7 separate regions of the Sus scrofa genome follow, and all the other regions are linked to region 3. A link is a contact called in public Hi-C and HiChIP or PLAC-seq data. All regions are on one chromosome and are shown on one strand. The core of a region is the stretch at or near the end of the contact, and the rest is flanking DNA. Distances in the headings are between cores, read along the strand shown. Region 1 holds the start of POLR2A (DNA-directed RNA polymerase II subunit RPB1). Region 2 holds the start of SENP3 (sentrin-specific protease 3). Region 3 holds the start of PER1 (period circadian protein homolog 1). Region 4 holds the start of GABARAP (GABA type A receptor-associated protein). Region 5 holds the start of EIF5A (eukaryotic translation initiation factor 5A-1). Region 6 holds the start of ASGR1 (asialoglycoprotein receptor 1). Region 7 holds the start of BCL6B (B-cell CLL/lymphoma 6 member B protein).

Region 1 (3,955 bases), core at 204-2,703, 600 kb before region 3:
AGCTGTGAGAGGGAAGGGCAAGTGGAGGAGTGAGATCGAACCTGAGAGCCTGGGGGTGGGGGGTGGGCAGGGGTAAATATAAGGAAAGACTGGAATACAAACATGTGAAAGAACTGGTGTGGGAGAAGGACACCCCTTGGAGTCAAGGGTGACCCGGGGACTTGGTAGGAGGTAGGAAGGGACTACCTAGAAAACCTGGAACCAGCCTGGAGATCAACATATTTGGAATCTAGGCTGGGGCTTGGGATCAGGGCAGAACTAAGGGGTGACATCTGAAGAGCAGATCAAAGGGGCTGAAGCAGGTAGGCCATGAGCCACTGGGAGGATTTTTCCCTCGGCAGCAGAGAGAGAAGAGCACTGGGGCTGGAGTGACTGGGGCTTTCAGGCAGATCAAGCAGCTGTGCTGGCGGAAGGGAGTATGCCTTTTTTTTTTCCCCTCTGAGCGTTGGTTTCCCTTCCTCGTGGTTATGCTCCCCCCTCCCACCTTGGTGTGGTGACGTGATATTGACATCAAACAAGGATCACTCTGAATGTGGCTCTGCAGTTGGTGTCATCTCTGCTTTGGAAGGACAGTGGAAGTCCTACCCCCTGCTCTTATTGGAGAATCCCTTAGGATCCTCACACACCTCTACCACCATCTTATTTTTGAGATATTCTAGAAGGGGGAGGATTTCCTCATGTTCAGAGGCTTTGACCCCGAGTTCCCCAGGACTTCTGCGTCCCGCCCCATGGCTAATCTGCTTTTCCTGGATTGTCGCGGTCCCGTGATCTCTCCCGGATAGTGGCCAGCGTCCTTCCGGAGCAGGCCTCTGAGCTGAGGCCTCTGGCAGCGGCGCAGGCCGGAGATCCTAAACCAGAGCCCCGGACAGCGCTCCGTCAGAGGCCTGGAAATGTCCACTCGTCTCAGGAGGCCGCTCGACATATATCAGCTACTTCCGGACAAGCAATTGGCCTCGCCATCTTGACCTGTTCTTGCATATTCAGCGCGACTACTGCATATTCATGACCAAGGACGGCCCCCAGCACTCCCCCCTTCGGGAACCTACTTGGGAGGATCCGACCGGCCCCGCCTCCTTCATTACCGATTCTCAGAACAGACCATTTTCCAGTGAAGGGGGTGACATGAATGAGAAACTTTGGCTGAAAATGAAACCTCACTCGGAACGAGAATAAAAGCGGCCTATATTTACCCTTGATCCTTTAAACCTTAAACCTCAGTGTAGGAGGGAGGAGGGAGGGGAGGCGACGGGATAAAAACCGTTCCCTTCCCCCTTGTCATTTCAAAAGGTCACCCCAACCAGGGAGCCGGGGAGGGAGGATCAACGCCTCAAGCGCGCGCCCCGTGCACGCCGGCGCAGGCGGCCCCGTAGCGCAAAGGAGGGCGGGAAAGGAAGGGGCGGGGGAATGCCGGGGCGAATCTATAAAGGGCGTCATTCGGCCGGTTCGCTCCTCAGAAGCGCCGAGAGCGCGGCCGGGACGGTTGGAGAAGAAGGCGGCTCCCGGAAGGGGGAGAGACAAACTGCCGTAACCTCTGCCGTTCAGGAGCCTGGTTACTTATTTATTCGTTACCCTTTTTCTTCTTCCTCCCCCAAACCTTTCCCTTTCCCCTCCTCTTTTTTTTTTCTTTTCGGGAGACGAAAAACCTCCGGAAAGGCGGAGGAGAGCTCCTTTCGCCCCTTTTCGTTTCCCCGCCTACTTCCCTCCCCCACCTTTCCCTCCTCCGGCTTTTTCCTCCCAACTCGGGGAGGTCCTTCCCGGCGGCCGCCCCGACGGGGTCTGAGCACCTAGGTGGAGGCGGCGCAGGCTTTTTGTAGTGAGGTTTGCGCCTGCGCAGCGCGCCTGCCTCCGCGATGCACGGGGGTGGCCCCCCCTCCGGGGACAGCGCATGCCCGCTGCGCACCATCAAGCGAGTGCAGTTCGGCGTCCTCAGTCCGGATGAACTGGTAAGCGGCTCTACCCTCCCACTCTTTCTCCCTCCCGCGCTGCGGGCGGAGCTTGACTGCAGCTGCGGAAACTTGGCGCTGCTCGCTGGCCCAGCGTGGCTGGCGGGGCAGATGGGTTAGCGGCGCCAAGGCATTGCAGAGTCCAGCTTCCCGGCCTCCCCAGAGTTAAGTTTTCCTAGGGGTCAGCAAGCTTAGCGCTGTTCCGGGCTGGGGGCCTGGCCGCGAGAGGGGCTGGAGGGTGAGAAGGAGGAAGAGACCGACCTTAAACGAGATCACACGGATCCTAGGGGGCCTTCGCAAGTTTGGATGAGAAGCCGAGCCCCAGATTTTTTTCCCTCCCCCTTCTACATGTATTAATTGAGCACCTGCTACGTGATAGACATAACAGACGGTGGGGACGCCGAGCCGAACAAGACAAGGACCCTGCCTCCTAGAGCACATTCTTTGGGAAGGGGCAGGGGAGACAGCCAGTAAACACGAATAAATGAATGAGCAAGATCATTCTGTGAATGGCAAGTGCCTTGAGTGAAGTGAAACGGTTTAATGCGATGGAGAGCCATCGAGGGAGAGCTACTTTGGATGGGGTGGTGTCAGGGTCTGGGAAGGCCTGTCTGAGGCGGTGACATTACCCAAAATATGAGAAGCAGCCAGTCTCTGGGTCCATGGATTCTAGGACAAGAGCTCTTTAGGGAGAGGAAAGAGCAAGTGCAAAGGGCCTGAGGGAGGGATTAACTTGATGTGCCCTGTGGGCTGAAAAGCGGTCAGTTTAAGTGGGTGAGGAGAGTATTATAAAATGGGCTGGAGGAACTCCAGCGTCTAGTTTACATACTTCTGGTCAGCAGTGTTTGGAATAAGCGAATATTGGGTGTCCATGTTAAAAAGAAAGCAAAACATCTTTTTTTGGAGGAAAAAATAAAATGGGCCAGAGAAGCATGAGGTGGGACAGGCCAGGTGGGGTGTCGTCAATTGTGGTAAAGCATCTGGATCTCATTCTCTTTTTTCAGTAGGAAGCCATTGGAGAATTATAAGCAAGAGAGTGACATCGAGTTTACATTAAAGAGAAAAAAAAAAAACTTACAGGAGTTCCCGTCGTGGCTCAGTGGTAACGAACTTGGCTAGGAACCATGGGGATGTGGGTTCCATCCCTGGCCTTGCTCAGTGGGTTAAGGATCTGGTGTTGCCATGAGCTGTGGTGTAGGTAGCAAATGCCACTCAGAGCCTGCATGGCTGTGGTGTAGGCCCAAAGCTGTAGCTCTGATTTGACCCCTAGCCTGGGAACTTCCATATGCCGCAGGTGCGGCCCTAAAATATATATATATTACTATCTTGGTTGTCTTATGAAGAACTGACTAGTGAGGAGGGCTAAGGATGGAAGCAGGAGAGACCAGGGAGGACGTGGAGCTGTTGGTGACTTGGACTCCTTCCTTTGTGGAGTGAACTGAAGGAAGCCTTTTGGCTGGAGAGACTGGAATTGAGTGGATGGAGACGGTTTTGTCCAAGGAAGAGGCTCAGCTGTAGGAGAGTTGTGTCAGGAGTTAGAATCTCCTGAACTCACACCTCTTAGGATAAATTCCAGATGGAGTCGAGGTTGAAATCTGAAGAACAAAACTGGGGCGTTCCCATTGTGGCTCAGTGCACCCAAATCCAACTAATAATCATGAGGATTCAGGTTCGATCCCTGTCTTCCCTCTGTGGGTTAAGGATTCGGCGTTGCCCTGAGCTGTGGTGTAGGTCGAAGATGCAGCTTGGATCCCGAGTTGCTGTGGTGTAGGCCGGCAGCTATAGCTCCGATTCGACCCCTAGCTTGGGAACTTCAATATGCGGGTGCGGCCCTTAAAAGTGGCTCAGTGGAAACGAATCTGACTAGGAACCATGAGGTTGCGGGTTTGATCCCTGCCCTTGCTCAGTGGTTTAAGGATCCATCGTTGCTGTGAGCTGTGGTGCAGGCCGGCAGCCATAGCTCTGATTTGACTCCTAGCCTGGGAGCCTTTCTATGTCGCGGGTGCGGCCCT
Region 2 (3,943 bases), core at 930-3,429, 520 kb before region 3:
TCCTCCTTCTCTCCTCAGAGAAGCGCTCAGTTCTGCATCTCGTTCCCACTAACATCACCTCCAAGGGTGAGCAGTTTTCAGTAATGGTTTGGGGGGACGGGCGAGATCTAGGAACTGTGGGGCTGGTACCTGGGCCCACGACGAGAAGATGGCTGCGTGCGCCCCCAAATTCTGACTGCCACACTCCTCGCCTCCAGAGGACTCGGATGTGACAGAACTCATGTGGCAACCAGCTCTCAAGCGTGGGAGAGGTCTGGAGGCCCAAGGATACTTTGTTCGAGTCTGGGATGCTGGAGTTTATCTGCTGTACAGCCAGGTAACCCCAAACATACCCTGAGCCCCCCCAAGGGCCTGGAGTGGTGTTCCCCGGGAGTCTTGTCGTGCCCCAGGACTGGGGGGTCCCAACCGCCATTCACACCAAACTTAGGGGGCCCTTCTTCATTCCTCAGCTGCCTTGTCGGGGCTCCTGAGGCCGCCCGGAACTGAGCCACGCCATCCGGTTTTCTTCAACGTCTCCTCCCTTCCCTGCCAGGTCCTGTTTCACGATGTGACTTTCACCATGGGTCAGGTGGTATCTCGGGAGGGCCAGGGAAGGCAGGAGACTCTATTCCGATGTATTCGAAGTATGCCCTCCAACCCCGACTGGGCCTACAATAGCTGCTACAGTGCAGGTGAGAGCATCTGGGCAGTGGAGGGTGGCTCTCCCACCTGCGGGTAGAGGTGGGGATGCTATGGCACGGGCCTGGAGCCTGGCTGGAGAGGAGGATCTGAGCAGTGAAGCAGAAAAGAGGGCCGAGTCGAAGGTGGGAGCGTGAAATCGAGGGCTCTGCATGTGCTTCACTGAGCATCATGTTTCTCCCTTTCTCAGGTGTGTTCCATTTACACCAAGGGGACATTCTGAGTGTTGTGATCCCCCGGGCCAGGGCGAAACTCAGCCTCTCTCCACATGGAACCTTCCTGGGAGTTGTGAAACTGTGATTGTGTTGTAAAGGTGGTTCTGAGCTTGGAAGACCAGGGTGGGTACATTTCGGAGACAGCCAAGAGCCGAGGAGACAAAGGACAGGGAACAGGCAGGAGCAGAGGCCTGTTCAGAGTTTGACTGGAACCCCAGGTTTGACAGCTCCTGACTCTCCCTTCCTCCTCCTGCTCCCCTCCCCCCCCGGGGGGGTCTTTAAATTCATGGATATTAAAGAGACAGACTATCGTTTTCTTTTTTTTTTTTTTTAAGTTCTCCATCCAGCCCCAAATTGAGGGAGTTGGGGGGGGGGATGTCAGGCATTGTCTAGACTTGCTCTGGATTCCCACTGGAATGCTTCCAGAACAGCACCACCATCTAGCGGCAGTTTGAGACAATCATCTTGCCTGTGGGCAGAAGTCACGAAGCCTCCCTCCACTCAGAAGAATCCTGGTCCCCTGTGCCACACCTCTCTCCAAGTACCCTCTGCCTCTTCACCCTACTGGCAACCTCTTCCTCACTTCCCTTTCTCCGTCTGTCGGGCCCCAGTTGCCGTCACTATTATCAGAGATGTAATTATTATGTGCCCGACAACGACGATCCCCTCGCAGCTACATTACTCAAGTTTTGCCTGTGACCCTCTCCATTGCCGTGGCGCGGCAGGCCACTCTCTAGAGTGGAAAGGTTCACCGGGAAGCCTCGGATGAATCATAAGCCCCAGTCCTGACACTCCTCTCATCTCTTTCTGCGCAAGCCCTGCCTAAAATTAAAGAAATAAATGAAACCTCAGATCCATTTCCCCCACCGCTTTGTCTCAGCCGCGTCCCCGTACCGGGATCTCCCGGCACTCCCGGCCCGCCTCTGACACGCCTCAAGGGACGGGGACGCCAGGACCCCCAGCTCAGGCCGGCGAGCTGGTGGAACGCAAAACTACACGCGCGGGGGAGGGGGAGGCGCGAGCCGCATGCGACACGCAGGCGCAAAAGAGCGAGTGCAGGGGCCGCCCCGTGCAGCTTCGGTGTAGCGAGTGTGCGCAGGCGCGGCCCTGCGTAGGGCTCGTGGGCGGGACGGTCCCGTGGCGTCTACGTTCTAGAGTAGGCGGGACTAGGCGCGTGGTGGCCGCGCCGGCGCGGTTCGCGGCGTGTGACGTGCTAATTGTGCGCCGCCACCGCCGGTGGGCCTGGGGCTCGCGGGAGGGGAAGGAGGAGAGGAGGAGGCGGAGGAGGGGGAGGAGGGGGAGGTGGGGGCTGAAGCGGAGCAAGAGGCGGCGCCGAGGGGCGGCTCCGCGGCGCGGAGCGGCGCGCGACCCAGAAGCGTTGGAATCCTGAATTGAGACGGCTGCGCCTGAAGACAGCAGGAGTGGCGGGGCCGCCGCCGTCGCCAGAGAGATGAGCCGGGAAGCCTGAGGCCGGAGACGCCCGCCCTCGGGCCTGTCCGCCCGGCTTCCCCGCTCCCGGTGAGGACGCCCCGTCCCCTCCCCCCAGCTCTGCCGCGGCCTCTCCCATTCCTGGATCTCATTCCTACCTAAGCCGGGCCCAGGAGGCCCTCGAAGGGGCTTCTTCAGGTCCTTGCACGCCGAGCCGCCGAAGCCTGTACCGGTGCTGGGACGCGTTCCGGTCCCCGGGGACGGAGCGGGAGAGGGGGCTGGGCTAACCTTGCTCGACTCAGTTCTGTCCCAACGTCTTGCTTCGGCGGCCTGAGCGCCGACTCGGTTCTCTTTCGGTTTCCTTAAAAATCACGCCCTTTTCATTAGATCCTGTATAGCTCTGGTGTGCCCATTCCGTGAGACGACCTGAGCCCGCCCACACACCCCCATTCATTCTCGGGTGCTTGAGAACTCTCTTCCTATTCTAGATCATGGTTTCCCCGCGGAAGTTGTGTTTTCCCCAAGTATTTCTGTACCATGTCAGGTCTCCCGCACTGAGCCGTTTTTCTTATTAGACTCTCAATTAGGACATCCCTGGTGGTATTACATTAGGGAAGTGGAGTCTGAAAATACTGGGTTTGACCTGGGGATCTGAGAAATAAGAGCCCTGGAGCCTACTGCTTAGCCATTCTCCCATGCCTCTGTTAGGGCAAGAGAGAGATGATGGTACAGACTCTAAAAGCTACCTTGTGGACCACCTTCCTAGTGGAAGATCTGAAGTTAGAGGAGTTCTGCAGTTTTTCCTTAGTTTATTTGCATCTGATGATAGAAGAAGCTTGTGAGGAAGAGAGGCAGGGTTTGGGGTGTAAGATGTTTGATTCCGACACTCTGATCTCTGTTTTACAGGTTACTGGAAGATGAAAGAGACTATACAAGGGACCGGGTCTTGGAGGCCTGAGCCTCCTGGACCCGGCATCGCCCCAGCTTATTCAAGTCCCAGGCGGGAGCGTCTTCGTTGGCCTCCACCCCCAAAGCCCCGACTCAAATCAGGTGGAGGGTTTGGGCCAGATCCTGGGTCAGGGACCACAGTGCCAGCCAGACGCCTCCCTGTTCCTCGGCCCTCTTTTGATGCTTCAGCTAGTGAAGAGGAAGAAGAGGAGGAAGATGATGAGGATGAAGATGAGGAAGAGGAAGTGGCAGCTTGGCGGCTGCCCCCCAGATGGGGTCAGCTCGGAGCCTCCCACAGGTCTCGCCCTCCCCGCCCTGCTCATCGGAAAACCTGTTCACAGCGCCGTCGCAGAGCTATGAGAGCCTTCCGGATGCTGCTCTACTCTAAAAGCACCTCGCTGACATTCCACTGGAAGCTTTGGGGGCGCCACCGGGGCCGGCGGCGGAGCCTTGCACACCCCAAGAACCATCTTTCACCCCAGGAAGGGGGTGCGACCCCACAGGTGCCATCCCCCTGCTGTCGTTTTGACTCCCCCCGGGGACCGCCTCCACCCCGGCTGGGTCTGCTAGGTGCTCTCATGGCAGAGGATGGGGTGAGAGGGTCTCCACCAGTGCCCTCTGGGCCCCCCGTGGAGGAAGATGGATTAAGGTGGACTCCAAAGTCTCCTCTGGAC
Region 3 (3,972 bases), core at 1,429-3,928:
GACACCTCTTCTGGAGACACGGTTTTTCTTCGTCCTCAGCACTCCTCAGGGCTTTAGATGTGACCTCCCCCGACACAGGCAGTCCTTGCCCTCCGCCTCCATATTTTTCTCTGGCGTGGACAAAAGGGTCCAGGGCTCCAGCAGCTCCCACTTGCTCTCAAGGCTCTAACCGAGATCCTGCCTCCCGATCCCCACAGTAACCAGGCCCTGCTGCCGTCAATGGAAGAGAGGGGGCGGGAGACGGCGGTGACGTCAAAGCGGAGGATGGGGCGGGGCGAGGCAGCCGGGGAATGTGGGGCAGGGAGGCCGGAGAGGCAGCGGTTTGGGAGGCGGCCAGCCCAAGAGGGCGGCGGCCAGCGCACTTGGGAACATCATGTTCTTTTGGCTGGTAGCCCAGGACATGCACCCAGCCTGGGCGCCTCCCCCAACCCAACGACAGCCGTCCGGTCCCAAAGCCAGGGATTCCTGGAGAGAGGATTAGGAGGAAGGGGTGCTTCCCCCGCCCCCACTCCAGGCTCTCTTCTGGAGACTCGCATCCACCCTCCCTCGGCTGGTTCCTACAGCTCCTGGCATTGGCTTTCCCCCCTCCCAGACTGTACACATCTGCTGGCCCGGTCCCAAAGAGCCAGGGCGGGGAAGTTGGAGGCCCAGGTTCTGCAAGAGAACACGCACCTTTGCTCCTTCCCTGAGGCCCCCTTCAAAGCCTGAATGTCTTGTTACCATGGCAGCAGAGAGAGGGAGGAGGGACAGGGAGGAGAATGGGTCAAGGATGAGGAAATCGAACTGGGACAGAGCAAGTGGCCCAGCCTGGGGCCTGGATCTTGGGGGAGGGATAAAAGAGAGGAATGAGGGACTGGGGCTGGTGCTCCAGCCCAGAAGAACCAGGAAGAGGAGAACAGGGAGGGAGTCACTAAAAGTTGCAAAAAAGCTTAAGAATGTGAGCATTGTCAGTCCCTAACCACAGCATTCACAGAAATCTTTCACCCATTCCTGTTACTGTCACCATACAGCCATATTTTTTAGCTAAAAAAAATTTTTTTTAAATATGACCCAGGCATTTTGCTGAGTACTTTACATACATTAACTTATTTAATCTTCAGAACAAGCCTGTGAGATAGATATCATTATCCCCATTGCACAAAGACCGACTAAGGCTCAGAAGTTACTAAACTTGCCTAAGTTGCTTCATAATATGTTCTCTGACTCTTAACAAATGGGGCCCAGGATTCGAATCTGAACTCTGTTAATGGCTTGTCGTTCTGGCTTCTTACCCTTCAAGAACCTGTGAGGTGTTACCACCTCTGGGGGACCTGGGCCTCTCAAATACCCAGCCCATTCTGAGTTTGGTGCCTGAAACACAGATGCCATCCCCCCCGCCCCAACAGTCAGTCTGCACTCTCTACACACTTCAAATCGCATTGTCCCAGTTTTCATATTCTCACAAAGTCCTTGAGATCACCCTGGCAGCCACTAGCCCCAGTGATCTGCTAGGAACCCCACTTCCTGACTCCTCCACCTCATCACAGGTCACTTTACCACAGGCCTGGTTACTTGTACAGACAGATACCAGAGCACCCAGTTCCTGCCTCCTCCCCTCCAAGGACTCAGGAAGACACACGTGCATCCAATCTGCACAAATCCATCCTCCCTCTTGAGATCCAATAGTTCCTACCCCACGCTCACTCCCAAGGATGGCTCCGAGGCCCAACCCCTTCTTTTTACACATGAGAGAGACATCCAGAGCCACAGCCAAGATGTGACTGGCTCAGGGTCACATAAATCATCACACCACCCTTTTTCAAGTCACCTTGTCAATCCCTTGGTACCCACCCACCTGCCCTACCAGGGCCTCTCTCTAGCTTCACAACTCCTGCTTTTTTTTTTTTTTTCCTTTTTACTGCTGGCCGCAAATGAGGCATGAGTTCCCCGGCCAGAGGTTCAATCGGAGCTGCAGCTGGAGCAACCGGCACAGCCACGGGCAACAAGGAATCCGAGCTGCATCTGCGACCTACGCTGCAGCTGATGATCCTTAACCCACTGAGTGAGGCCAAGGGATAGAACCTGCATCCTCACAGAAACGGCGTCCTTAACCGAAGAAGCAACAACGACGAGAACTTCTCCCTCCACCGCCCTGGCCTCTTTCAAGTGCTTAAGGCACCTACCCGAGCAACAGTCACGCACTGGAACGTCCCCCACTGGTTCTAAAGGGTCCGGTACCTCCTGGGAGCAGAGGTCTCAGCTCCCTCAGGCTGCCGAACGCTTCCGAACCCCTCCCCGCGGCAGTCAGGGATCCAGGCACCTTGGAATAGCGAGGGATCTTAAATCAGTGATTCCTGCTCCCTTCTCTCTAGAACTGAGTTCGCGGCCCCTATTCCCTGCAACCACTAGAGCTCCCACCGCGGCGATCACATATCCACACATTCTCCTTCACGGTACTGCATTAACATTCCTCCTTACGCCACGCGGGAAAAACCTATACCAATCGCCGCCGCTCCCCGCTCCCCACCCCACCACGCCGGAGCACTCACCGCTCGGCTCTCACGCGCGGTACAGTTTCTTCCCAACTAGGATCTCGGAGACTTGGACTCGCTCCTTCAGCCTCGCCCGCCGACCAGGACGCCACGCCCCTCAAGCTTATTGGCCTAAGGGCGCCGACCCATGCCCCGCGCCGCGTGCGGGGCCCCCCCCGCCTCCGCCCAGCTACCATTGGCACCGCCCGCCGCCGTCACCTTCTCATTGGTCAGTTTGCCTACCAAGCGACAGATCCACGTGCGGGAGGGGCCGCCCTAGCGCGTTGATTGGAGGTCTGAGGAAAGACACGCCCCCACTCACATCCGAAATTCTTATTGGCTGTGACTCCACCCCCGGCCTGCCTAGATTGGTGACGCAAACGTCAGTCCAGCCCTCCCAATTTTCTCATAGGCTGAGACATTCCGGAGCTGTAGAGGACACGTGCAGGCGGTCTCACGCGGCAAGTTGTTTACCTAGAAGCTGGGGATTTTCCTTGACGACACTCTTACCCTAGACTGCCGAGTCTGCGCAGGCGCAGATGTGAGCGCCCGTAACTTTGTGGGGGGCGCTTTGAGAGCCGTCCCGTGCGTGACAAGAGCGCCCCCGCGCTGGGACTCTGGACCTGAAACTCCCAGTAGCTGGAAGGTGTGAGCATTAGGTGAAGCGGTCTTCAGGTCTCCGTACCGCGTGACGATGATGACAAAAAGATGATAGCCACCTCCCAGATTATTTTCTGTGGCCAGGCCACGCGCTTCTTATAAAGCCGGAAGAGGCGGCGGCTCACTTCCCACCGCCTCACTAATGATACTGAGATTCAGAGAGGTTACATAATCTGTCCGGAAGAACAAGCTAGTCTCTAATGGGATCATGATTTGAACCCAGATCTCCCACATAAAGAAGGCGGGTCCAAGAGCCTGCGGGAATCCTAAGCCTGTAAAGAACTCAGTAGATGAAGGGTAAAAAGGCTCTTAGTACCTGTCCTGAAAATAGTAAGCCCTCAACAAATGGTGAACATTATGATAATGACTGTATACCTAATTATAAGAATCACTTGGTCCCTTACAACTGCTGACTCAATCTCCGGGGAAGGGGCCTGAAAATCTATTTTAAAAAGCATTCCTGGTAGTTCTCATGAGCCGACAAGTTTAGGAAACATTATCGAGATTTCCTATGCGGAACCCTCATGTTGCCGCCCAGAAAAATGGGCCCTCCGGAGCTCACCTAGCACTCCCACCTACTGTTGAAGTGCCCGGGGTCAGAGATGCAAGGGTACCACATCGGCTGCATTTGTTGCTGGAGATTAAGAGTTCAGTGTGGGGGTCCAGAGTCACCAGTCTGACTGCACACAGGGCAGGGGTGGCAAGCCCTGCAGCCGACTCCACACCACACTCACCTCTGTCTCCCTGAGCCGTTTTGTTCAATTAGTATTTATTAACCCTTCTGGATGTTAGCACTGTTCTA
Region 4 (3,714 bases), core at 961-3,460, 780 kb before region 3:
TTTCATGAAATGATACTCAGAGTATTCCATCCATCACAACAAAAGCACACTTTCTCTGCACAAGGAAAAGCCCAACATAAGGAGAAGAAATAAAAATACATTACTATCCCTCCAACCTCCCTTTCCCCCATTGAGTAGAGAACAAAAGGCAGAGGGCAGCAACACAAAGCAAAATCCAGTTCAGCTTGGTGGTTTCCTCTTTATTGATGTGTATCCTACCTTCCCCGCCACAATTCAGTCCCTTCCATCTACCCCCCAAAAAGAAGGTAGTGAAAATAAGGGATTGTTGGGATCCTGAGCCCCCTGGGCAGTTAGAAAGGAAACAGAAACCAAAACGACCACTGGATGTGACAGAGATGGACAATCAAGAAGTCTAAAGCTGAGTGGGAAGGTGGTAGAGAAAGGGAAGGAAAGGAGTACTGGAGGCCATCTCCCCCATTAACCCTTGTTTTAAGAAGGGCTGGAGGAGAGTCTCAAACATTAGGAAGTGTAGGTCCTGAAGAAAGGAGGTGGTGTTTGAGCCTCAAGGAAGGACAGGTCGAGGAAGGTGGGCCACCTCTCTCTGTCTGAAGAATGGGACCCCCGACCTTAAGGGCAGCAGCTTCACAGACCATAGACACTTTCATCACTGTAGGCAATGTACAGAAAGAAGTCTTCTTCATGGTGTTCCTGGGGTGAAAGCAGAAAATGACAGTGCTCAGGCACCTGGGCTTTAATTACTTGAACCAACCACCACCCAGGCACATTCTTCCAAAAACATTCTTTTTGAAGACCCCCAAAACCAGTGCTTTGACTCTCCCTCTCACTTGCTCCAGACCCTAGCGGCTGAGCAGTATTATCCTAGCAGCAGTCCTAGGCATAAAAATCACACATTGTTCTCTGCTGCCTCGAAATGGGGAGGGGCCTGGGGAAAGTCCAGATCACAACAGTTGCTCCAACTCACTGTTCTCTTTTCTCTCTACTCCCACTGCCCTGTCTAAATCCCCAACCCAGAACTATAAGGAGATTTTAAAGCCAAATTTAAAACTGAGAGCTAAGTAAGCCAACTAGTCCAAGACCTGCTGACTTAAAACTTCCTGCCTCTCAAGTGCTTCCAACTCCTCTCCAAAGCCTCCACTACTTCCCAGACACTATACCTGGTACAGCTGACCCATCGTGGCACTGGTGGGTGGAATGACATTGTTGACAAAGAAAAACAAGGCATCCTCAGCTCGGAGATGAATTCGCTTCCGGATCAAGAAGTAGAACTGACCAACTGCCAAAGAAACAAGGTCTGAGAAAGTCTGAGGTCACAAACGCCTTCAAAAGAACAGCTGCTATGTGGAGCCTCCTCCAGCAGAGACCACATTCCCACCCCCCAGGAAGCAAACCTGGCTACTGGGTCAGGTTCTCACCTGTGAGATCAGAAGGCACCAGGTATTTCTTTTTATCTAGGTCTCCTATCCGAGCTTTGGGAGCCTTTTCTACTATCACCTGATAAAGAGACGAAAATTAGGAGACATTAGGTATACAGGCCCACAGCTCCACCTGTCAAGAACTCAACATTCCTAGCATCCCTACCTACCCCAGACTCATTTCTCTTTGTCTCTGAACACGCGGCGCAGTCCTGAGCAGGGATTCTGATCCCACTGACTCAAACTCACCTAAACCTCCAGAATCCCTGAATAGGACGTCATAACAAACAATGATTTTAATCAAACAGGCATGTCTTGTCTGGGCCGACTAGAGCTTCAATCTCAAGCACCCCCTGTGAAGCTCGGAATGTCAAACGCCCTACACGAATCCAAGGTCTAGCTCTCGCGCCTACATCCCCTTAAGCCTACATCCCCTAGCCCCCCAGTTCTAATGCTACCCCACTCCTTTCACCTCCAGTCCCACAGACAGCAGTTTCGGGCTCATTCCCAACCCTGCCACAGCTGGCAGCCTGATGCCCGCGCTGCGGGTCTCGGACTCAAGCCCAGGCTGTGGCGTCAGCGCCAGCGCCCCGCGCCCTCGGCCCTGGCTACTGTCCTCACCGGCACCCGGTCCGGGTATTTCTTTCGGATCTTCTCGCCCTCAGAGCGACGCTTCTCGAACGGATGCTCTTCTTTATACACGAACTTCATCCTCCCGGGAACCGGGTTGGACCGGGCTGGGCTGAGGGAACCCGGGGGGGCCGGGATGGGGGGCGGCGGCGACGGCGGCGACGCGCGGGCGGATTCAGCGGAGCGATCCCGGACCTTGCGCCACTTCCCTATTCACCAACCCCGCCCCCGGCCGTCAGAGGCCGCCCCACTCGCTATGTTACGCTCCTAGCTCAGTGGCCCCAACGCCACTAGCGTAGCGCCACCTACTGACCTCCCCCCTCACGCAATCAGCGTAATCGCTTTGGAATCAATTTACGGGCTACGCAGGCGACGTAGGAAAGGTGGCTGGCTTTTTGCTATCATAGAAAATAACTGAAAACCCATTTCCTGACTTTTTCCACAGGATGAAAAGGGCTTGGAGATGGTAATCATAATTTGAGACTTGGTTCTCCGAAAGTGCTTTTCAGAAGTAACAGAGGTAAAAAAGCAGATAATTACAAGGACAGCTATTCAGGAAAGGTGCTGGTACGCTGAAGGCGGCGGTTGACACCAAAACAAAGTAGTACCCCAATGGAGCAAGCGGTCTTTGGAAACAGAGGAGGGCAGAAACGAGACCTATGTTTGGAAAGACGCTTATGTTTCCAGAATGCTTAGGTTCCAGGAATGAGTGGACGAATAGGGACTGGAGAGGTCTGAAAGGTAGGGACTACGTCAGCGCGGAGGAACACAGTCTTCGCGGCTCACGGAGAGATCATGTGATCGCAGAGAAGGGCGGGGCGTCACGTGGCGAGTGCGAGGAAGTAGAGCCGGCTGCGGCTGGGGGAGCAGGGCCAAGGGGAGGGAGGTGGGGCGCCAGGGGCCTGGGACACCCCCCCCTCCGCCCCCGGGGGGCTGCGCCCGCTCAGCTAGTCTAAGTCAGGCCCGCAGACGAAGCCAGGCCTCTCCCAGCGTCCAGTTCTCTTTTCCTTTCAAACTTTTCTGTGTTACTGTTCGGAAGCTCACATTCCCTCTGGACACAGGGCTGTTCTTTCGCTCCCGGCCAGGGTATCATCCTGCCACTAAGACCCTCCCCGCCAGGGTGGCCAACACCCTCCCCTCAGGTCAACAGCTTGCTCCTTACCCTCTGCCCAGAGCCAGGGTGGGTGTGAACAAAGCCCCTTCATTTCCCCCAAACCCAGAGAAGGACCTAGGGCAGCTTTGGTTTCAAAGTTATAATGCATGGTTTAAGTAGACGAAAGAAAAAAAGAGAAAGCTCGTTACAGGTCTGAGGGACTCTAGGAAGAAGGGAAGATGGAAAAGGAAGGGAAGGGACAAGTTTGGGGAAAATCCAGTGGCCCAAAATCCCAGTTTCCCACCCACAGCCCAGCCCTTGGAGTGAAGAATTAGATCAGTTTTGTACAAGAGTTTTTAAAAAATCAAATCACAACAAAGCTGGCTTGGCTTCTCTTTGAGCCTCCCGGATTACCGAGTGTCTTTCGCTCACTCTGGCCAGTCCTGTCTCCACCAGACAATGTTTCAGCTCTCCCAGGCCTCCGCTTTATGTCCCAGTCTGGGGTTTCCGGGGAGTGCGAACACGAAGTTAGAGTGAGGCTGCTTCAGAATCTGGCCCATGTGTCCATCCAGACTCCATACGGAGTGCAGGGCTCCC
Region 5 (3,867 bases), core at 1,338-3,837, 720 kb before region 3:
CTTCCAAAGATGACATTTTAAAAGTAACAACTTCATCCACATATAACTCACGTATCATACAATTTAATTATTTAAAATGTATGATTCATTATATATATTTTTGTCTTTTTAGAGCTGCGCTTGTGGGATATGGAAGTTCCCAAACTAGGGGTCTAATTAGAGTTACAACTGCCAGCCTAACGCCACAGCCACAGCCACAATGGATCTGAGCCCCATCTGGGACCTATACCACAGCTCAGGGCAATGCTGGATCCTTAACCCACTAATTGAGGCCAGGGGATCAAACCCCCATCCTCATGGATTCTAGTTGGGTTCTCAACCCACTGAGCCATAATGGGAACCCCCAATGTTTTTTAATATCTGAATAGAGTAATTGTCACTCCAAAAATTTTTTCTTTTTTTTTTTCTCTTTTGGTCGCCCCATGTCACATGGAGTTCCCAGGCCAGGGATAAGATCCGAGCCGTGGTTTTGACCTAAGCTGCAGAAATGCCAGGCCAGAGATCGAACCTTCGTCCCAGCATTCCCAAGATGCCACTGATTGCACCTCACTGGGAATTGCCAATTTTAGAACATTTTCCTCATCCCAAAAGACACCCTCTGCCCCTTGCCCCATAGCCACTGGCGGCCTCTCTCCATCTCTTCATTTCCCCCTAAGCCCTGAGTCCTAGGCAACGACCATCTACTTTCTGTCTCGATACTTGCCTCTTCTGGACATGTCATGTAAATGATATAATACACTATGTGGTCTTTTGCGACTGTCATCTTGTATTTTTTTGAAGTTTTATTGAAGTTATTCTCTAAGTCTTTGTTTGTTTGGTTTGGTTTGGTTTGGCAGCGCCCCCAGCATGCAAAAGTTCCCAAGCGACAGCAGCGGCAACGTGTGCCAACTGCTAGGTCACCAGGGAACTCTGTGACTGATGTTCACCCATGTTGCAGCGTGTACCCAATACTTCATTCCTTTTTAGTGTGGAATAATATTTCATTGCATGGATGTACCATATTTTATTTATCCCTTCATCAGCTGATGGACATTTAAGTAGTTTATACTTGTTGCTGCTTATGAATAATGCTGCTTTGAACATGTGTGTGCAAGAATTTATAAACGGAGATGAAATTCACATAACATAAAACCATTTTTAAATAAACGATTCAGTGGTATTTAGTGCATTCACACGTTGTGCAACCACCACGTTTAATTCCAAAACATTTCATGACTCTAAAATAAAACCCCATGACCTCTGAACAGTTACTTCCCATTCCCCTTATCTCCAACATCTGGTGACCACCAATCTGCTATTTTTTTTTTTTTTTTTTCCCTTTTTGGCTGCATCCGCGGCATGTGGAAGTTCCCTGGCCAAGGATCCAACTCACGCCACAGCAGCGACCTGAGTCCCTACAGGGACGGTGCCGCATCTTTAACTCACTTTATCGCAAGAGAAGCCCCCAGTCTGCTTTTTGTTTCTATGTACTTACCTACTCTGAATATCTCTTATCAATGAAAGCATAAAGCATGTGACCTTTTTTGGCTTCTTAGCAAAATGTTTTCAAAGTTCATCGAGCTGGAGCATGCATTAACACTTCATTCCTTTTGGCGATTCATAGTCCATTACACACACATGCCACAATTTACTCATTCATCTGTTGACGGATGTTTGGGTTGTTTCCACCTTTAAAAAGTTTTTGACAAAAAAATTAATTAATTTAAAAAAAACACAATTTTTTTTAGGGCCACTCCTGGCATATCGAAATTCCCAGGCTAGGGGTCCGATGGGAGCTGCAGCTGCCAGCCTACACCACAGCCACACCAACATGGGATCACAGTCACATCTACCACCTACACTGTGGCTTGCAGCAATGCAGGATCCTTAACCCACTGTGTGAAGCCAGGGATCCAACCTGCATTCTCTCGCGGATACTAGTAGGTTCTTAACCGGCCGAGCCACAATGGGAATGAACCCCTTTGTTTCCACGTTTTGACCACCATGAATAGTGCGGCTGTAAACATTAGCGTGCAAGGATGTGAATACCTGTTTTTAATTTTGGAGGGAGGTAGATACCTAGGACTGGAATTGTTGGGTCATGTAATACATCTTTGACAAGAGCAGAAATTGGACTTTTAAACAATACTCTCAGGAAGACTGTTGTTGTTGTTTTCTCTCTCTCAAAGCAAATGCCATAAAACACAGAAAACTGAGTAGGAAGAGCTGGGGGTGATGATATTATATGCTACATAAATGTATTCATTCAAACGAGTGTTTGCAGTTTCCATCTAGCAGGTCACATCTCAAACAAAACAACCAGATTCCAAGCCCAGCTTAGTTGCTTGTCTTGTTACACAATTCTGTTGTCCACTTAGCTTACTGAAGCAATGAAGGCATACAGGTAGTGCTGAAAATCCTGGAACTGGAGAGGTAAGATTATAACCTTTCAGGAAAAGCAGCAGCTTTTTTCCCTAGAACGAGGGCCAGGTAAACTCATTCCGAGGGAGAGCATGTTTCTGGCTTCGCGGACACCTCCTAGGACTTAAAGAACGTCAGTGAAATCTGATACCCCACTCTTCATTACAGTGAACTTTTTCTAGGTTTGCTTGTAGACGACTGCTCTGGAGACGGCGGAGACTAGGTGGAGGAAAAAGAGAAATACCGTGTAAGTCTCTACATCTTAGGAATCAGAAGTAGAAAGGCCTCTGTGGAAACTACTGGGACCAACACGGACCAGGGTTTTAAACAAGATGGTGGCTGAGGGCAGGACCGCTCTATCTTCCCGCGCGAAACTCTATGGCAGAGCAGAAGCGCAGTTTAGAGAAGTGAAGCTGAGAAGGGTGGTAACCCGACCAGCACTAGCGCGCTAGGGCGGCTGGAATCGAAAGGGCTCTGCCGCGCATGTGCGGAACCGTGGGGGATGGGCTCAGAGACAAGGGGCCCACCCCACAGCACAAGTTTTCTGAAACGTGTGAGTCTTTTAAGACCAGCTAAAGCCGAAGTGGGGCGTTTCCTAAGACGCATGCGTTCTAGACAGAACCAGCAATACAGTGGCGTGGTCTTTTCAACGCCTGGCGTACAGACGACGTCTGAGGTGGAAGGGGCGGTCAGGATTCCCAACACGCATGCGCTTTGAGGCCGAGGCGTTTCCTTCAGAGGGTGTGGAGTGCGGGGCTCCTTACTGCGCAAGCGCAAGGACTGTCCGGTAGAGCTGGTGGTCTAACCCGGGGAGGGGAGAGGAGGTGGAAGGGCTTAAAAAACCGGGTGCGCCTGCGCGTTGTCTACCGGTGGGACGAGCTCAGGATTTGTGAGGGGCGGGGTCACGTATGCGCGTCATTGGATGGGTAGGTAGGAGGGAGGGTGGAGATCGGGGAGGGTCTGTGCGCTTGCGCAGTGCGGGGGTGGAGGGCGGAGGAGATAGGTAGCACGCTTGCGCGGCTGTCACAGGGCTGCTTGGTTGGTCAGTGGGGAGTCGGCGCCTGCGTACTAAGACCCGTGTGCAGCAGCAGCGGCGGCGGCGGTAGAGGCGGCGGCGGCGGCGGCGGCGGCAGCGGGCTCGGAGGCAGCGGTTGGGCTCGCGGCGAGCGGACGGGGTCGAGTCAGTGCGTTCGCGCGAGGTGAGAGCGAGCAGGGCGCGCGTGCGCGGAACCTTGGTTTGGGCCTGGGAGTAGAGATGGAACTGCGCGAGTGTCGGGGAGGGGGCAGAGGGGAGCGGCGGCCACCGCCGCACGGGGTTCGGTCGGGCAGCAGCGCGAGGTGCGGAGAGGCTCGGGCGCGCGCCCCGGTTGGCGCGCGGGGTGACGGTTGGGGCTGGCCGGGTGACGTTGGAGCGACGCAGGGCGGGGGACGGCGAGCCGCGAGGCCGCCACGCGGGAGAGGCCGCCG
Region 6 (3,916 bases), core at 1,196-3,695, 840 kb before region 3:
TCCTGGAGGAGACTCCGCTCAGTATCCCGCTGTTGCTTTTTGGTCCCAGCACCCCCCCACCAGGCCCCAGCCCTCCTCACCCTGCATGCTGAGGGTCTTGACCTTGGCGTCTGTGCTCGCGGTGAGGTTGCTGAAGGTCTCTCTCAGGGCCTGCAGCTCCTCCTGCAGCTTGGAGTCTGGGCAGGAGAGGGTGTGGACAGGACAACATGAGGAGCCGTGTCCACAAGCCAGCGCTCCCCCTGCCACTGTCCCCCATCCCACCCCAACAATGCTCCCTCCCCAGCCAGCCCCAGGGAACTCACTCTGGGATCCGATCACACAGACAACTACCAGCAGCAGGAGGCTAAGGCCCATGGAAATCAGGAGGAGGCAGGGTCCCGAGCAGAGACGCCGAAAGAGTGACTGTTGAGGAGGTGGCCCTGCAAGAGGAGAGGGCGTCACGCCCTCAGGGACAGAGGGGACCTGGGGCAGGGCAGCTCTGGGGTCCTAGGAGGAGAGCATCCTGGGCCTCCTCTTGTAGACGAGCAGGAACCTTATAGATTAAGAAACATGGGAGTTCCCTGGTGGCTCGGTGGGTTAAAGAGCCAGCATTGCCATGGCAAGGGTTCAATCCCTAGCCCAAGAATTTCTGCATGTAGACACAGCCAAAAAAGAAGGAAGGGAGGGAGGAAGGAAGGGAAAGGAAGGAAAGAAGAAGGAAAAGACACGACAAGAAAAGAGGAATGGGGGAAGAAAGGAAACCTAGGCGGTGGGTGAAGCTGAGGAGCCAGCGGTGACCTGGAGCAGGGGAGGGACGGAAACTTTGACCGGCCGGAACCCTACCCAGTTCATGGGCTTTTGCTGACATCTGGTGGCTGAACTTAGTCACTGCAGCTGATGAACTCAGCCTGGAGGCCCGAGTTCGTGAGCAGGAAGACTGGGGGACTGGGATGGGGGGCGCTTGCAGGTGAGGCAAGAGAAGTGGATTTCTTGCTCTCCCCGTGAATCCCACTCCTCTCTGGCTGGGCCCAGGGACAGGAGGCAGAATAACCAGACTTCAGTTTCCCCAAGTCGCTCTCAGGAACCCTGTCCCCCATGAGCTGGAATGTGGGGGGGCCCCCCTCCATTCTCACCAGCAGCCCCTTCCCCCATCAAAAGGCACTGCCCTCTCCCATCCACCAAGAACTTCATCTTGGCTCAGCCAAACATCCCTGGTCGCAGGAGGAAGAAAGGGGGGTTGGTTTTTGATGTAGGAGGGCCTCATCTCCCCCACTCTCAGGGATCCCTTGGCCTTTCAAAGACATCTTACCCCTTGACCAAACTAATGCCACACACTAAAATAAATAAATAAATAAATAATAATAATAATAAATATTTCCTTATCTTTTTTTTTTTTTTGTCTTTTTAGGGCCACACCCGCAGCATATGGAGGTTCCCAGGATAGGGGTCTAATCAGAGCTATTGCTGCCGGCCTACACCACAGCCACAGCCACATGGGATCCGAGCCGCGTCTGCAACCTACACCACAGCTCAGGGCAACGCCGGATCCTTAATCCACTGTGCAAGGCCAGGGATCGAACCTGCAACCTCACGGTTACTAGTCGGATTCATTAACCACTGAGCCACGATGGGATCTCCAATAAATAAAAAATTTTTTAAAAATCCCAGACACCTGTGCACTCACACTCACACACTCACATCCACTCACACACACTCGGCCAAAGCTCTTGGGGTGCTGGAAGAGGAAAGAAGGGGGTCTGACTTCTTCCGCTTACTCCCACGCCCCTGAGCACCCCTCTCCCCAGGGTCCTGAGAAGCTGGTGACAAGGCGAGGGACAGGAGAGGGGTCAAGAAAGGGACTGCAGCCCTGCACCCTGCCCTCCTGTAAGAGGGCGGCTTAGACCCCAGGAAGAGTCAGGGTCACAGGAGGAAGAGGAGCCGAGGCGAGGGGGCGGGGCGAGAGCCTTCTGGAAATGGCCGGAGGCGTCCCCTCACCTTTTCTGTGCTGCTGGTCATTCTCCTCATTGTCCAGATGCTGCAGATCCTGATATTCCTTTGTCATGCTAAGGCTGGCTAGACCTCGAACCAGGTCACCGCCAAGGTTAAGGCTGAGGCTGGGGTTGAACAGACTTGGGTGTGGGAGGCCCCGTCCCTTTCTAAGGGATCAGCGGCTACGCGGAGACCCTTCTTCTTTCTCCCCTTCCCTCCCAGACCCAGCATCCAAAAATCTGTCTTCTGAAGCTGCGCGGCCCCATCGGCACCCCAGCCCCCAGCCCCCACCCCCCGCCCTTCTTCCCCTTTTACTTGCTGAAGGTCTCAAGGTGGACTCCTGGGTCCCTCACTGCTGTGCAGATGCCCGGCTGGGAGAGCGGCCGAAGGCTGGAGAATTAGGGTGCGCGGACAGCCCTGGAAAGTGGGAGCGGAGGGGGCAGGGTCCATACGCGGGCCCTGAGCCCTGTGCGTCTGCGTGTCTGTGTGTCCGCACACACCAAACCTGGCATCCCCAGTGCCCAGGACTTTGGACGTAAACAGGCAGAAATGGATTTGGACCTCGGGGGGGTGTGGGGGTGGGAGCGGGGGATGGGTTGTCTCATCTTGGCTTCCCAGGGACAGGGAGTCACCTGGGCTGTCCTCCCCGCCCCAACCTCACTGAAGGCACAGTTTGGGAGGGGGGCCAGGCCCAGAGCGGCCAGGGTGCCCTTTGCTGTTTCCCCTCCGCCCTTCCCCCTTCACTTCCTGCCTCTGAATTTTCCAGAATTTTTAGTGTCTCCAACTGCCTCTGGACCAGGAACAGAGGGGCCGATCTCTGCTCTGCTCTTACCCAATCCGGGCCTGTGACCCTGGCATCTGAACCTAAGGCTGGCTTTCTGGGGACTCTCTCAGGGGAGTAAGCCCTGCACACTGTTGGGGGTGGGGGAGGTAGGCTTTCCCCCCTTGGCCAGGATTGGTGCCAACCAGGCACCAATGTGGAGATGGGGAAGCCGAGCCCTGCGTGGTAAGAGCTTACCCAGGGTCACACCGCAAGGAAGAGCAGACAAGGACTGGAATGTGGGCGGTGGGACTCCAGGGCCTGTGTGCTGCCCTCAGAGCCAGAATCCCCTCCTGTCGCCACAACTGGGCCCCAGGGTCCCAGAGATGCTACAAGTGATCCCTCAGCACCCCATGGAGGGTTCACGGAGGATTGAGGCGTGTGCAAATTGAAATTAGGCTAAATTAGAAGTTGGGCGGGGAGTTCCCCTTGTGGCTCAGTAGATTAAGAATCCAGCTAAATCATTGAGGTTGTGGGTTCGATCCCTGGCCTCGATCAGTGGGTTAAGGATCTGATGTTGCCATGAGCTGCAACATAGGTTACAGATGTGGCTCAGATCCTGTATTGCTGTGGCTGTGGTATAGGCCTGCGGCAATAGCTCCAATTCAACCCCTAGCCTGGGAACTTCCATATGCTGCAGGTGTGGCCCTAAAAAGCAAAAAAAAAAAAAAAAAAAAGAAGAAGGAGAAGAAAGGAAAAAGAAAGAAATTGGGCAATGTTACATTGTAAATCACCAATACCTTAATAAAAAAATTTTAAGGAGTTCCCATCATGGCTCAGTGATTAACGAATCCGACTAGGAACCATGAGGTTGCAGGTTCGGTCCCTGGCCTTGCACAGTGGGTTGAAGATCCGACGTAGGCCACAGCTCCAATTCAACCCCTAGCCTGGGAACCTCCATATGCTGTGGGAGTGGCCCTAGAAATAGCAAAAAGACCAAAAAAAAAAAAATTTAAGAGAATAACAAAATTAAAAAAAAAAAAAAACACTGTAAATCAACTAGATTTTTTTTGTCTTTTTTTTTTTAGGGCCACATCTGCAGCTTATGGAAGTTCCCAGGCTAGGGGTCAAATCGGAGATATACCTGCCGGCCTACACCACAGCCACAGCAATTCTGGACCTTTAACC
Region 7 (4,159 bases), core at 529-3,028, 950 kb before region 3:
CATAGCTTCAAAGTCAGCTCCATGCCTCAAACTTACTACTGGCCCTCAAGCCCGAACGCAGGCCCCCTGGTGCCCAAACCAATCAAACTAATTCAACATCCCATAAGAAACATGCACCCCGCAATTGACAAATTAACCAGATGACACAAAAGCAGCTCCATCCTGATACCAAAGGGAGCCCCTAGTCAAACTCCCACCTCCAACTGGGCAGAGACCAAGGTAATGGCCATTTGCAAAAGCCACCTCACCATCCGGAATCCTGAGTGGTCCCCCATTCCCAGTTTCTCAACAGCTCTTTCCTGCACCCAAATAAAGACACCCTCAAATCTGAAGGGGAGGGCCCCAGGCCAGGTTAGGCAGCTCCATGGATAATGGGCAGTCATCACTGGGTAACTGGAGACTCTTCTGAGCCCAAACGCAAGCCCTGCTTTGCAGCCAGACTCCGCTCTGACCCCCCCCCCCTTCTCCAAATGAACCTTGCTCCGCCAACAAAACCTTGTCTCCGCAAAGAAAATATGAGGCTGTGACCCGGGCCTATCTCCCAGATCAGGGACTCAAACTGGGCTTAGCGGCCCCTCCTGCCCTGGCTCCCTTCTTTTACCCTGAGACCCTCCCTCTGTCTGTTCACCGCATCCAACTTTCATATGAATGTTCCCTAAAAAGTCACCCCTAAAGACAGATAACAGTATCCAGCTCAGTAAGAAAAGAAGCTCCCAGCGCTCAGACCCTGCTCCTTGTCCCACTCGCGGATTTCTCACCCCAGGTAGGAACCACAGCCGCAGAGGAAAGTCCCCTCTGTCGCCTAACTCGCCCTCCCTCCGCCCAACCTTACTCCCTTGGACAAAATAAACCAGCGCAAAGTGGGGGGAGAACGAAGGTTACGGCCACCCAGACCTAACCGATCCTGTGGACCCCCCAGCCGGTGGAGACGACGGGGCGAGGCGAGGCTGGTGCTCGTCCGCCCCCTCGTGGAAGGAGCCAAACATTGCCGAGCTTTGCCTACTTGCCGCGCTGGACCCCGGCGTCCCGCCAGCCTCCAAGCGTAGCCGACGGGCGGGTGCCCGAGGCCCTAGTGAGCTGGGACTGGGGGAGGGCGAGCGGGCTTTGGGCGGGAGTCTGTCTCTCCGGATCCCTAAAAGGAGTAAGAAGAGAGTGGGGAGCGAAAGTCCGGACCCTAGGGCTCCTGAACGTCTCTCGGCCCCCACCCGGGGCTTTCCCCACCTCCTCGAGGGGAAGCAGCTGGCGGAGCCGTCCGGTCGCAGGACAATGGAAGGAAACGAACTAGAAATCATATCCGCCCCCTCCCTACCGAGCGCGGTCAGAGCCCCCCTTTTTGCAGGCCCTGCCAGAGGAGGCTGTCATTCCACCACACCCTCCGGCTGTCCGAGAGCCCGCAGGAGCCCCCCATCAGCTCCCCAAACCTGGTGCCTCTTAGGGCTCCCCTTTATCTCCGTAATACCGTACATTGGAAGGGGGGTTGTGTAGTATTCACTCTCCTGTTAAAAGGCTCCTTGCTAAAGGCAACACGTCAGTTTTCGCTGTCCCGCCCGGGCCCCCCGACGACCCAGGTTATGCACACTTCCAATCTCAATATCCCCAACCTCCTCCCCAACTCCAATGTCCCATCCTCAGTTCCACCTTCAGGCCCAAGACCCCTTACGTTACGACCACCCAGCGTTTCTGAGGTCCCGCCCTGGAGCCGGGGACCCCGCCCCGGGTTCACCATCTGGAGAGCGAGGGAGGAAGGAAGGATACAGACCCAGGCGTTCACCCCACCTCCACCCCCGCCCCCGACATCCCGGCCAGATAAAGGAGCCGAAGCCAAGAGGGAGAGAGACCCCGCCCCCCTTGAGAAGAGAAGCCGAAGCCCCTGCAGGACGGGGGTAAGAACCTGAGACTGTGGGAGCCAGACGCCTAGGTCCCCTAAGAGGGTTGGGGCTTGTTGATGGAAAGAAGACTGAGGCCCAGAAACTGGGCTAAACTAGGGATCCGGGACTGGAGAGTGGAAGTTTGTGTTTCGGGGAAGGGAGCTTCGATTGGGATTTGGAGAGGTGTGGACCGCAGGTCGTCTGGGGTCTCCAAGCAGGATCGGACACCTGAGACCAGGCGCGCAGTGAGGCTGAGGGGAAATGGGGATGCCGGAAGGGCACTGGGAGTCTAACTAAGGACCCTGCGGGCCGGATTCCCCACGCTTGCCATCGACGCCGCGGTGTGGGAACCTTCAACTCGCTCCAAGCGCTGTGGCATCTAGAGGAGGAAAGCGAGCGATGCTGTGGTTGAAGGCAGAGAGAACAAGACGAATTAAATGAGGCTGCGAGAGCCGGGGCCGGGGGCTTGGCTCTAGCTGCCCCTCAGGAGGAGGAGGCAAACCGCGGAAGGGAAGGCGTCTTAGGACGGCCTGGATCCCTGAGCCCTTGCCTCGGCACCCGCAGGCCTACGTCGCGATGGGTTCCACCGCTACCCCGGAGGGAGCGCTGGGCTACGTCCGCGAGTTCACTCGCCACTCCTCCGACGTGCTCGGCAACCTGAATGAGCTGCGCCTGCGCGGGATCCTCACTGACGTCACGCTACTGGTTGGCGGGCAACCCCTGCGAGCGCACAAGGCGGTTCTTATTGCCTGCAGGTTCGAGGCGTGGCTGGGTTGGGCCCAAATGGGAAGGGGGCGGAGCCATGAGGACTTGGCGAGGGAACCCGAAGCCAAGCCTTCCAGAAGCAGGAGGCGGGGCGTCTAGGGCTTGGGGGCGGGGCTCTCTGTAGGGGCGGGTTTCTACTGGTGCGCTGGTCTCCCTCGGTTCCCCAGCCCCTAATGTGACCCATCTGCCCTCTCTCCAGTGGCTTCTTCTATTCAATTTTCCGAGGCCGTGCAGGAGTGGGGGTAGACATGCTCTCCCTGCCTGGGGGTCCGGAAGCTGGAGGCTTCGCTCCTCTTCTGGACTTCATGTACACCTCGCGCCTACGCCTCTCTCCGGCTACGGCGCCAGCGGTCCTGGCAGCTGCCACCTACTTGCAGATGGAACACGTGGTCCAGGCATGCCACCGCTTCATCCAGGCCAGGTGAGGGAGCCCCGCCTTGGCGTTCCCCGTGGATGAAGTGGCAACCTAGGTGTCTAGGGCAGAGGACAAAATTAGGAAACAGGACTAATGTCCATCACTCTTTTCTCAGCTATGAACCTCTGGGCATCTCCCTGCGACCCCTGGAGGCAGAACCCCCCACGCCCCCAACGGCCCCTCCTCCAGGCAGTCCCAGGCGCTCCGAAGGACACCCAGACCCACCTACTGAGTCTCGCAGCTGCAGTCAAGGGCCCCCCAGTCCAGGCAGCCCAGACCCCAAGGCCTGCAACTGGAAAAAGTACAAGTTCATCGTGCTAAACTCTCAGGCCTCCCAAGCAGGGAGCCTAGGCGGGGAGAGAAGTTCTGGTCAACTTTGCTCCCAAGCTCAGCTCCCCAGTGCAGATGAGGCTTCCAGCAGCAGCAGCAGCAGCAGCAGCAGCAGCAGCAGCGGCAGCGAAGAAGGACCCATTCCTGGCCCCCAGAGCAGGTGCAGTGACTGGAAACCCCCAGAACGTGGAGAGGCTGGCCTCGGTGGTTGGGAAGAGGGAGTGAGGGGGTGGCCTTCAGAGACACTGGCTCCCCTTAGGGAGTTGGCCAGGCTTTCTCGGTGGGGGAGGGGACTTTGGGAGCATAGTTGGATATGGCTCATTGTCAGTACTCTCACATCCAGCGGGTGGGCCTTAGGCAACAAGTTCCCCAGGGAAGAACCCCCAACCATATAATCTCTCCTTCCCCCTTTCTCTGGGCCGTGACGTCTGCCTAGGCTCTCTCCCACTGCTGCCACTGGACAGTTCAAATGTGGGGCTCCAGTCAATACCCCCCTTCTCCTCGCACCCCGGGCTCCAGAGACCACTGGGCCACCCTCTGGGCGGGCCCGTCCACTACCAGGTAAGAGCCTCTCCTTCTGCCTCCTTTTTGGCTTTTCGCCTGTGGCTGCTCAAGGCCAGTTTAGGCCAAAAGCCCTCAGGAAGGGCCTATTCCAATTCCTGCAAATTAGAATCCCTAGGGAGCTTTTAAACCTCCCATTGCCCAGGTCACACCCTGTAGATCAGAATGTCCGCAGGCAGGCATCCATATTTTTTTAAAGCTTCCAATGAGCGGCAAAGTT

The links. Hi-C and Micro-C count contacts between places; a contact is called where the count stands out from the background. HiChIP or PLAC-seq counts read pairs in DNA pulled down with a chosen protein or histone mark.
Region 1: a Hi-C map of liver shows a contact between it and region 3, with 4 times the contacts expected there. The contact joins the promoter of POLR2A here to the promoter of PER1 in region 3. A contact is called at or near these places in 2 of 5 promoter capture datasets (fetal liver and liver) and 5 of 47 Hi-C or Micro-C datasets (heart right ventricle, liver, mesenteric adipose tissue and 2 more).
Region 2: a contact with region 3 is called in an H3K27ac HiChIP or PLAC-seq map of alveolar macrophages. The contact joins the promoter of SENP3 here to the promoter of PER1 in region 3. A contact is called at or near these places in 1 of 5 promoter capture datasets (liver), 1 of 47 Hi-C or Micro-C datasets (liver) and 1 of 2 datasets of contacts at active chromatin or transcription factors (alveolar macrophages).
Region 4: a contact with region 3 is called in a Hi-C map of liver, with 3 times the contacts expected there. The contact joins the promoter of GABARAP here to the promoter of PER1 in region 3. A contact is called at or near these places in 2 of 5 promoter capture datasets (fetal liver and liver), 5 of 47 Hi-C or Micro-C datasets (liver, mesenteric adipose tissue, skeletal muscle and 1 more) and 1 of 2 datasets of contacts at active chromatin or transcription factors (alveolar macrophages).
Region 5: a contact with region 3 is called in a Hi-C map of embryonic fibroblasts, with 1.8 times the contacts expected there. The contact joins the promoter of EIF5A here to the promoter of PER1 in region 3. A contact is called at or near these places in 1 of 47 Hi-C or Micro-C datasets (embryonic fibroblasts) and 2 of 2 datasets of contacts at active chromatin or transcription factors (alveolar macrophages and skeletal muscle).
Region 6: a contact with region 3 is called in a Hi-C map of liver, with 4 times the contacts expected there. The contact joins the promoter of ASGR1 here to the promoter of PER1 in region 3. A contact is called at or near these places in 1 of 5 promoter capture datasets (liver) and 1 of 47 Hi-C or Micro-C datasets (liver).
Region 7: a Hi-C map of liver shows a contact between it and region 3, with 2.5 times the contacts expected there. The contact joins the promoter of BCL6B here to the promoter of PER1 in region 3. A contact is called at or near these places in 1 of 47 Hi-C or Micro-C datasets (liver) and 1 of 2 datasets of contacts at active chromatin or transcription factors (alveolar macrophages).

The regions. Positions count from the first base shown.
Region 1 is chr12:52,778,380-52,782,334 of Sscrofa11.1, forward strand. It overlaps POLR2A (DNA-directed RNA polymerase II subunit RPB1), which reads left to right and starts at 1,454. Exons shown (of 31, transcript XM_021067825.1): 1 at 1,454-1,943. The coding sequence starts at 1,851. SLC35G6 (solute carrier family 35 member G6) reads left to right here. Exons shown (of 3, transcript XM_003483096.4): 3 at 1-1,196. The coding sequence ends at 33.
Region 2 is chr12:52,855,284-52,859,226 of Sscrofa11.1, forward strand. It overlaps SENP3 (sentrin-specific protease 3), which reads left to right and starts at 2,180. Exons shown (of 11, transcript XM_021067831.1): 1 at 2,180-2,411; 2 at 3,228-3,943. The coding sequence starts at 3,239. It overlaps TNFSF13 (TNF superfamily member 13), which reads left to right. Exons shown (of 6, transcript NM_001112690.1): 3 at 19-66; 4 at 198-316; 5 at 533-671; 6 at 869-1,207. The coding sequence ends at 978.
Region 3 is chr12:53,374,045-53,378,016 of Sscrofa11.1, forward strand. PER1 (period circadian protein homolog 1) reads right to left here and starts at 2,679. Exons shown (of 24, transcript XM_005657042.3): 1 at 2,529-2,679; 2 at 2,163-2,299.
Region 4 is chr12:52,595,956-52,599,669 of Sscrofa11.1, forward strand. GABARAP (GABA type A receptor-associated protein) reads right to left here and starts at 2,211. Exons shown (of 4, transcript NM_001190288.1): 1 at 2,016-2,211; 2 at 1,395-1,473; 3 at 1,137-1,255; 4 at 175-669. The coding sequence starts at 2,105. The coding sequence ends at 604.
Region 5 is chr12:52,656,453-52,660,319 of Sscrofa11.1, forward strand. It overlaps EIF5A (eukaryotic translation initiation factor 5A-1), which reads left to right and starts at 2,588. Exons shown (of 6, transcript XM_021067817.1): 1 at 2,588-2,647.
Region 6 is chr12:52,538,137-52,542,052 of Sscrofa11.1, forward strand. It overlaps ASGR1 (asialoglycoprotein receptor 1), which reads right to left and starts at 2,446. Exons shown (of 9, transcript NM_001244458.1): 1 at 2,284-2,446; 2 at 1,975-2,093; 3 at 303-419; 4 at 81-176; 5 at 1-2. The coding sequence starts at 2,041.
Region 7 is chr12:52,425,627-52,429,785 of Sscrofa11.1, forward strand. It overlaps BCL6B (B-cell CLL/lymphoma 6 member B protein), which reads left to right and starts at 1,779. Exons shown (of 9, transcript XM_003131927.6): 1 at 1,779-1,883; 2 at 2,433-2,623; 3 at 2,833-3,054; 4 at 3,164-3,538; 5 at 3,815-3,939. The coding sequence starts at 2,445.